Linked DNA regions of Sus scrofa: region 1 is linked to region 2. The links are chromatin contacts, called in public Hi-C maps. All regions are on one chromosome and are shown on one strand. Each heading gives the region's core, a stretch centred on a gene start, on an enhancer-like site or on the middle of the called end of the contact. The rest is flanking DNA. Distances are from core to core; before and after follow the strand shown.

What was found. A called contact is a pair of places that touch in the nucleus more often than the background predicts.
Region 1: a contact with region 2 is called in a Hi-C map of skeletal muscle, with 3 times the contacts expected there. The contact joins the enhancer-like site here to the promoter of COMMD3 in region 2. A contact is called at or near these places in 1 of 5 promoter capture datasets (liver), 16 of 47 Hi-C or Micro-C datasets (alveolar macrophages, brain, embryonic fibroblasts and 9 more) and 2 of 2 datasets of contacts at active chromatin or transcription factors (alveolar macrophages and skeletal muscle).

What each region holds. Positions count from the first base shown.
Region 1 is chr10:52,653,185-52,657,580 of Sscrofa11.1, reverse strand. No RefSeq gene overlaps it. Among named protein-coding and RNA genes, the nearest start is that of TRNAN-GUU, 21 kb to the left of the region's middle. Within about 2 kb of position 1,975, at least 65 of the 83 cell types and tissues checked have an H3K27ac peak or open chromatin away from gene starts, as enhancers often do. A contact at or near this core is called in alveolar macrophages, brain, fetal skeletal muscle and 6 more, where this site is marked.
Region 2 is chr10:52,599,552-52,603,322 of Sscrofa11.1, reverse strand. It overlaps COMMD3 (COMM domain-containing protein 3), which reads left to right and starts at 1,947. Exons shown (of 8, transcript XM_005668159.3): 1 at 1,947-2,142; 2 at 3,488-3,599; 3 at 3,718-3,771. The coding sequence starts at 2,004.

The sequences.
Region 1 (4,396 bases), core at 726-3,225, 54 kb before region 2:
CCAGAAGGTAACTTTTTAAAAAGAAACATTCTAAGATTCTTTCAAAGAATGCTATGCTGAGACATTTTTAAAAGAGTTCCCTTATAAAAGTTTGACCTTTTCAAATAATTCCAGGAGCATGAGAATTACATAAGGGATGAGCATTGTATTTTTTTTTTTTTTTCCTGGAGGTTATGGTTTTGACAGATCACAGAGGAGGTAAAGCTAGCCAGAAGGTATAAGAATGCACTGGGGAATGTGAATAAAATGAAATGTAGTTAGTAATCACTATATAGGGAAGCAAAATCATTTTATTTTCAAATATGGTACAAAGGACAACCTTTTTACCATAACTAAAAGAAGCACTTAGATCAGAAAATGATGTCAGTGTTTTCAGATCTGTATTGACTGAAGCCCTTCACTTGAAATAGCTTCTATCAGCTGGTTCCTGAATAGAACCCAGGCAGATTGTGCCCAGCCCCTCTCCCCCCTCCCCCCCTCCCCCCGGAAAAAGCAAAACCCAAACTCTATTACCAAGATTGGGCACTATCAGGAAAAGCACCCTCTGCTTTATCTTTAATGTAGCAACAACCTATTTCTCCTTGTCTCACTGAGCAGCGCTTAGAGACCTTGAACTTCAAAATCATACTGCGTCTACAGAAACTATCCGAGAACCCACAATTTGGGGGGCGTTATGTATTCGAAAGCATCGGTCTCTTGAAAGAGTTCATCCTTTTTTTTTTTTTTCTTTTTTTTTTTTTTTAGGATCAAAGTCAACTATGCGTGTAAAGAAAAGGTAATTTTCAAAAAAGCTTGGCCTTAAAAACATAAGTTATCACAGTGCTTGGGGTTCCCTCTAGAAAAACAAGAAACAAAAAAAGAAAAAACACTTAACATTGCTGTTTTCTCTGCACGCTTCTCTTAAAATGGTCCTCAGAAGTCCCTCGGGAAAATGAAACCCACCTATCCAAATTATGCCACCCCCCCACGGACGCTGCAAAAGCGATATTCTCAGCTTAAAAGATCTTTTTTAAAAGGTATTTACTTCTGCGTAAGCCCCGAGCCTCCTCCGGGGCGATGACGCCCGGCTGCTGAGACGGCGCCGCCGCGCGAGTCTGGGCGCAGAGCCGCGGGGGGCGAAGGCGCGGGGCGAGGGCACGACTAATTAGAGGAGATGTTTGGGTTCTAAATAAAACCTGTCTCTACCAAACCAACTCGTTACCTAGCCCCGCCGTCCCTACCACCTTCGCTCTCGACACGCCGAAAACAGCCAGTGAGACGGGCGGGGGAGTGCGAGCCCAGAAAGGGAACTGAGAAGAGAAGCGCCTGTGACACAAAATGGAGAAGGAGGAACCGAGAGGGGAAAGAAAAGACTGGAAAGCGGGGGAAGGAGGTTGTCAATAGAAAAGCAAAGGGGTGATGGGGTAGAGATTACGTGGAGGAAAGCCGAGGAGGGGGGGCGTGGAAGGACTGGAAACATCAACTAGACGAACTAAGAGGAGGAAAGAAAGACGTTCAAAGGCTGAGGCTCCATTTTCAGCAGCGCCATTTCGCTTTTCCTTTCGCCGCGTTTTGTTTGGTTTTGTTTGCAGCCGGTGGATGGGCGCCAGCGCATTTCTGCAGTTTCAGCAGCTTTGGTCCGACAGATGGGGAGGGACGCAGAGCCCCGGCGCTGGCGCGGCCCCCTCCCCGGCCTGGACGTTCCGCGCACCTCCCGCCCCCGCCGCTCCCGGCGGCTCTGCGGCCTCCCCCTCGGTCCCCGGCCGGGAGGAGATGCGGCGCCCGGACCGGCGGCGACCCCCTGGCCCCGCAGAGCCCTCCAGTTCCGCCTGCGGGGCGGGTGGTGGGCGCGTGCGGCGAAGGGCTGGGGGAATCGGGAAGCGTCGAGGAAAGAAACCGAAAAAGACCAACGGCACGGGCGGAGAGGAAGGGAGGACGCACGCCAGGGATGGGGGTGTGGGGAGGGGCGCCTGAAAATAGACCTTCCGAGGGTGGCTGGGGGCCCAGCCCGCATTCCGCCCCGGGGCGGGCGGCCTGTCTAGCACCTCCACCTGCGCCGGGCAGCGGGGACGGCGCGGCCTCGTTCGCGCGCTCGCGCCGGGGCTGCGTCCCCAGCCAACACAGAGCCCGGCTGCCCAACGCGGCGCCGGGCCCAGGCCGCCAGGCCTCTCCCAGCTGCCGGAAGAACGGCCAAGGTCGGGCTCGGCTGGGAGCCCCAGTAGGGCCCGGAGGGAAGGACGGGACAATGCCAGCCTCGGGGCGCCCGGCCGGGAGGCGGCACCGGACGCCGGTCTGCGGGGTGCAAGTCCCAGGGATTTTTCGGTGCGGGCGGTGTCTCGAAGCGTCTTTGGGGTTAAGTTCTGGGGCAACTGGAGGCAGTTCAGGAAACAAAGTCAGGCTTTCTCACCCCCGACCCCCCAACTGTTAGTTTCCGTCTACTTATAGTGGGTCCATTGTAACAGTGTCCAACTGCGCCCTGGGTACATTTATTTCGTACCCCTCCCCTTTTTTCTTCACTTGCACTTGACTTTGTCCTCCGCTCCAAGTGATGTTATCTCCGGCGCTAGAGGAGTCCGGGGTTGCCGGCGCCCGCATCCCCACCGCTAGGTTCATGGCATCCGCGGCCCCCGAACCTCTGGGGAGGAGGAGTGGGGGCACACCAGGCAGGGAGGCCATGCGTCTGGGGCGGCGGCCGGTCTCTGCCCAGCTCCCGGCACGGACTTGTGCGGGGCGGCCGCCGCCAAAGAGGCACCGCGGCCAGACCCGCCGACCCGCCGTCGGGTTCCTCGCCGCCGGGCAACATGGGCCAGGACCGCCGACTCCTGCTTCCCCGGCCCTCCTTCCTCCCCCTGTAGGGGTGTGGTGACTTGAGGCTGGAAGTGACAGAGTCTACAGGCCGGTAGAGCGGAGCCCTTGGATGTGGCGACCCGGGATCACCGCAATGATAACCAAACCGCACAAGGTCCCGGGGCGTCTCAGTCAGCGCTTCCCTGGTTTTGCACCAAGAAGAGTCCTCACTTCTATGCGCCCTGGGTCACTGCGTCCTCCTATCATGGTCACCTCTAACCACAGAGCACTGTGCGTGCTACCGGCCCCCGGAGTGCTCGAATCTCTCAGACCTCGCAAAAAAAGCAGACGCGCCACCTAAACTTGGTGCCTTAGACGCTCCTCTGACGCAGGCGGCACAACCTTCCGATCCACTCACTGCGCCAGCCACGCACGCGCAGGCCCACCTGCGGCTCTGCCGTGCACCTTATAACCCGGCTATTTTATCACTGCTGCTGTATTAATTTGCCTTTAAATTTTGAAGTAACATTTAGGTTATTTCCAACTGTTGATCCTTTATATAAATAGTTTTTCAGACTACAGATTTCCACAAGGAAAACACATCTTGCCCAAATGGCAGAAAACCCAGATTTCTTGTATTCTTCTATAGGAAAAGTTGCATTAAAACACAGGTTTCAAATTACTTTCGGATTAAACTGTTTTCCCTAAGAGAAAGCTCCCTGGCTAAGCTCAAACTTTAGTCTTCACATCTTTAGTTAAGTGGATCTTCTCCGTGTGTGTGTGTGTGTGTGTGTGTGTGTGTGTGTGTGAGAGAGAGAGAGAGATTTTGAAAGACAAGGAGATCAGTGCTAAAATCAAAATTTCAAATTCAGAGAGCTATCTGTGATGGTTTTACAATATTACACAAAATTAAGAAGTAAAAAATAGTGACAAGCTATAAGGCCTAGTTGACAAATAACACTGCATCTTCAGTTTCTGAAACAGATAAAAAGGATTGTAGCAGGTTTTTTAAATTCAAATATTCACCTTCTGGAATAGACGTCATTTGACAATGTATGAAATTTTAAATTGAGCAGTGTTCATAAATCTCATATTATGTTTCTTGGCTATGTTCAGCAGTCTTTTGTGCTTCTCTCTTTTACGGCAAAACTTATGTAGAACTCACCAGGTTTCTTTTAACTTAATCATAATTTTTCTCTTTTAAAGTAGATACTCAAGTCACTTAGAAAAGGACATTTTATGGCAGCCAAATACAAGGGCAAATAAAACTTAAAAGTAGTAACTTTTTCCTCTCTCAAGGATCACTTCCTTCAGAAATAAAAGTTGGAAGTTGTAGTTGGTAGGTACTGTCTTCACTCTTAAATCTAGCCCCTGAATACAACTGATTAGGCATTAAGGCCTACTTTTTTTTTTTTTTTTTTTTTTAACATTGCAAAGCATTTATTAAACTCTAAAGAAAAACTTGGGTTTCTTTTCATAAGTCCCTGTCCTGGTTAATTTTCTAATCTAGAACAAAGCTCACCACCCTAATATACCCCATTTCCAGCATTTCTTTGTTAAATAGTGCAGGATAATACGCAATTCAAAAAGAAAAGCATCTCTATTTGATACATTTAGCCTGTAAAAGAAG
Region 2 (3,771 bases), core at 698-3,197:
ATGAGCTGGAAATGTGCCCATCCCTTGGGCCTAAGACATAAATATATTTAGGCAGAAGAGGACAAGTGATTTGTATGAGAAAGGACTTGCCTATGTGCAGGAGGATAACTTGACAGCTATTTTAGAAAAATTCCTCATGAATTTCCTAACTTTTATGCCCACAAACCCACGTTTATTTGTATTTACTTTCCTCTTTTAAGATAACATTTAAGAAGCTATGCTTAAGCATGACTTTCTTTTTTGACTCTAAATTGACTCTGATTACAGTTATCAACTCAAATTCTACTAGACCATTAGCAATCGATGTTAGGTAAGGTCATAAAATACATGTGTAACAAACATAATGAGCTTGGGTGTTGTTATTGTTTAACTTTTACACAACTCTGCCCTATAAAATATCCCTTATGCAAATCAGATATCTGGACATTTTTCAACTGACTTTTTACTACTGATGAGAAACAAGTAGTTTAGAAGAAAAAAAAAAAGAGATGGGAAGAAGAGATGAACATGATTAATAGGTGTTTGTTTCATAAAGACTCTAGGGAGACTTTTAAATCCTTCACTGCTCCTATATGCTCACCGAAGTGGAGAGCTAATTCACATGCCTTTCAAAGCCTTCAAAGGAGAACTGAGTAGTTACTCAATCTTTACTGATGCTAAATTATTCCATTTGCGTCCTGTTGTTGTGAAATCAGGTGCTCTTTATGCATTGGTGCAAGGTTAAATGTTGACTGCTTTCAACAGAAACTTTTTTTTTTAACAAATAAGCACCTAAATTATGCCTCAAAAAGTGTTTCATATTGGGTCTGTTTCAAATAATGCCTCCTGAGGACAAACATCTTTCTCGTTCCTTATCCCTCCCCTCCACCGGAGAAAAAACCTTCATTTTGACTTTTTAAATTATTTTGATCAAAAAATGCATACTCTACTTTGCTTCGCGGTTGTTGCCTTTTTTTTTTTTTTTTTTTTTTTTTTTTTTTTTAAGAATCATTCTTGTTCTCTAACTTTGTGGAAATATAAAGAGGAAGTTAAACTTTATACAATATTTGACCCTTTAATGTTACGGGTATCAGAAACAGTAATTCACTTCTAATAAAGATTTTGCCATTCCTAACTATACTTCACTAAGTTATTTATCTGTTATAAATAAATGAAGATTGCTTGACTAGTTAAAACAGGACCTATGGATGTTGTGAGTACAGTAGCTCAAAATGTGTATCAGTTTGCTTTTGAAAGGTGTTTATCTGCACCGATATCTTATAATTTTCATAATCCTGTCCAATATGTTCGTGCGTTAAGGTATTAAACCCTCAATTGCCGAAGTACACGCGCGCACTATATATACGGATATTTGTGTAGACACCCCCCCACACAGGAAGGAACCAATTGCTGTAATCCAGAAATGACAAGGAAAAAGGAAAAACAAGTAAGAATTATAATTAGACTTCTACAGTCTCACTCACAAACGGGCTGTGCTGTTGAGTTTTTCTAAAAAAATCTCCAAACCAAAAACCCAACCAGTTGCCTTAGACTGGAGCTCGCGCAGTGTCTGGAGCTGGGCGAGGAGCGCGGAAGGCGTAGTCCTCGGGGGGGAGGTGGGGGCCGGGATCCCGACACCGTCTCCACCTCCCGATGGGGGTCTTTCGCGAGCGCTCCCGTTGGCCCCGCAGGAGCCGGTGACAGTTCTAGGTGAGCGCCGCGAGGGGAGAAAGAGCCGAGCGCGTCCACAAAGCGCCCGGGCCGCCCCTCCTGCTGAGGCGCGGGAGCTCCCGCGGCGGGCGCAGAAGGAAGGGCTGGACGGAAGCGGCGGCGGCGGCGGCGGCGGCTGGCAGGAGGCCGGGGGCGCGGGTCGGGGCGCGGGCGGGGAGACCAGAGGGGAGGCCCCGGGCGCGAAGGCCCGCAGTCCGCGCCGCCGCCCCAGCCGCGTGCGCGCGCGGCCGCATCAGCTGAGCGCGCGGCGCGCGTCACGTGGTGCGCGTGTCGAAGGTCACGGCGCGCTCACAATGGAGCTCTCGGAGTATGTGCAGAAAGGCTTCCAGATGCTGGCAGATCCCGGCTCCTTCGACTCCAACGCCTTCACGCTTCTCCTCCGGGCGGCTTTCCAGAGCCTGCTGGACGCCCAGGCGGACGAGGCCGTGTTAGGTAAGCCGCTTGGCTCTGCGCTGGATCGGCCTGGGTGGAGGGGCGCTCGGAGAAGAGGAGCGAGACCGAGCGAGAAGGGGAAAGCCCCGGGAAGAGGAAGTCTCCGGGCTTCGCCCTTCGCTCCGGACGGAGTGTGGGGATGTGGCTCTGCCAGAACCCACGGCGGACCCCGAGCATTGTTCTGTCCCCAGTTGGCACCTGCACACAGCCAACTACACGTTCCTGGCCTGATTTCCCTTCGCAGGCTCTTTGTTCCTTTGTAAACCCGTGTTCAAGTCTTGTTTGTGGCCTAAAATGTCTGAGGTTTTCCGCCAGGTCTGGGGCAAAGGCTGTTTGACACTTGGACTTCATCGGGGCAGCTTCTCTGCAATTCAAGCTTTAAGTGCTAGGCTGGCAAAGGTTTTAAAGGTCTGCTTCCAGAGTAATTACCAGGTCAAATAGTGTTGACATTTTCCAGCTTAGAGACTACCTCAAGTTCTTCTGATCACTCCAACACTAGTTCAATATGTTTTGCACAGGTTCCACGTCTAGAACCTTAAACTGTGGTGCATAAGGTTTTGTTCCGCACCAGTTATCAAGAGTCTTTTGTAAGTGGTCCGGTCAGTGATTGCGGAGTGCGGTGTCAGTATGGATGGAGGCATGTTTTAAGACAGATCACTTTTAGATGATTTTCTTAAATATAAATATCTCAATTCAAATTTTTGTTTTTTTCTTTAGTTTCACGAGCTAAACACGTGTGCAAAAAGTATGAAAGTGGAAGTCCTTTAGACGAAAATAGTAACCACCACCTGGGTTAATCTCAAAAAAAAAAAAAAAAAGATGACTGTCGAAACCTGAAAATATTTTGAAAATTGTATTTTATATTCTGCACTAGTTCCCTCTCCCCAACCCCCATGTATTAATTAGTCCATGGAGCCAGTTACCCTAAAATTAATCAATCTTTAGAAGGAAAGTTTATTCCTTCTTAAATTTACACCATGTAAAAATATTCATCTTATTTTCCTCTGAATTGACTCCATCCAGCGTTACAATGATCACTGCAAAGTTATTTTACACTAGGACTATATTTAAACACACACACCCCCACACACAAAAGTGTTAAGGCAAAATAAAGAGAAGGTAATCGAGACCAGGTAACAGCATAATTATTGACGTGTGCTCTTTATTATTTTGCCATTGACCATGTTGCTCCTCTCATTTACTTATAATTGGCAGTCCTTACAGTTGAATTCTTCTTGTTATCTTGTTAAAAGGGGGTTCTTTACCCAAATAAAAATATCTTTTTAGAAACAGGACTACAAAGAATTTGTTATCACAGGCATCACTGCCAATTAATGTATTTTAGATCACCCAGACTTGAAATGTATCGACCCAGTGGTTTTAAAACATTGTCATGCCGCAGCTGCAACTTACATACTGGAGGCTGGAAAGCAAAGAGCTGACAAATCAACTCTAAGGTACAGGATTTATTTAAATATCCATTTCTTTTCAAATAGTACCTTTATGATTCCAGATTCAGTTTTTAAAATAGAAATTAAACTTTGTTTTTTTGTTTTTTGTTTTTTTTTCCTTCAGCACTTACCTAGAAGACTGTAAATTTGATAGAGAGAGAATAGAATTGTTTTGCAC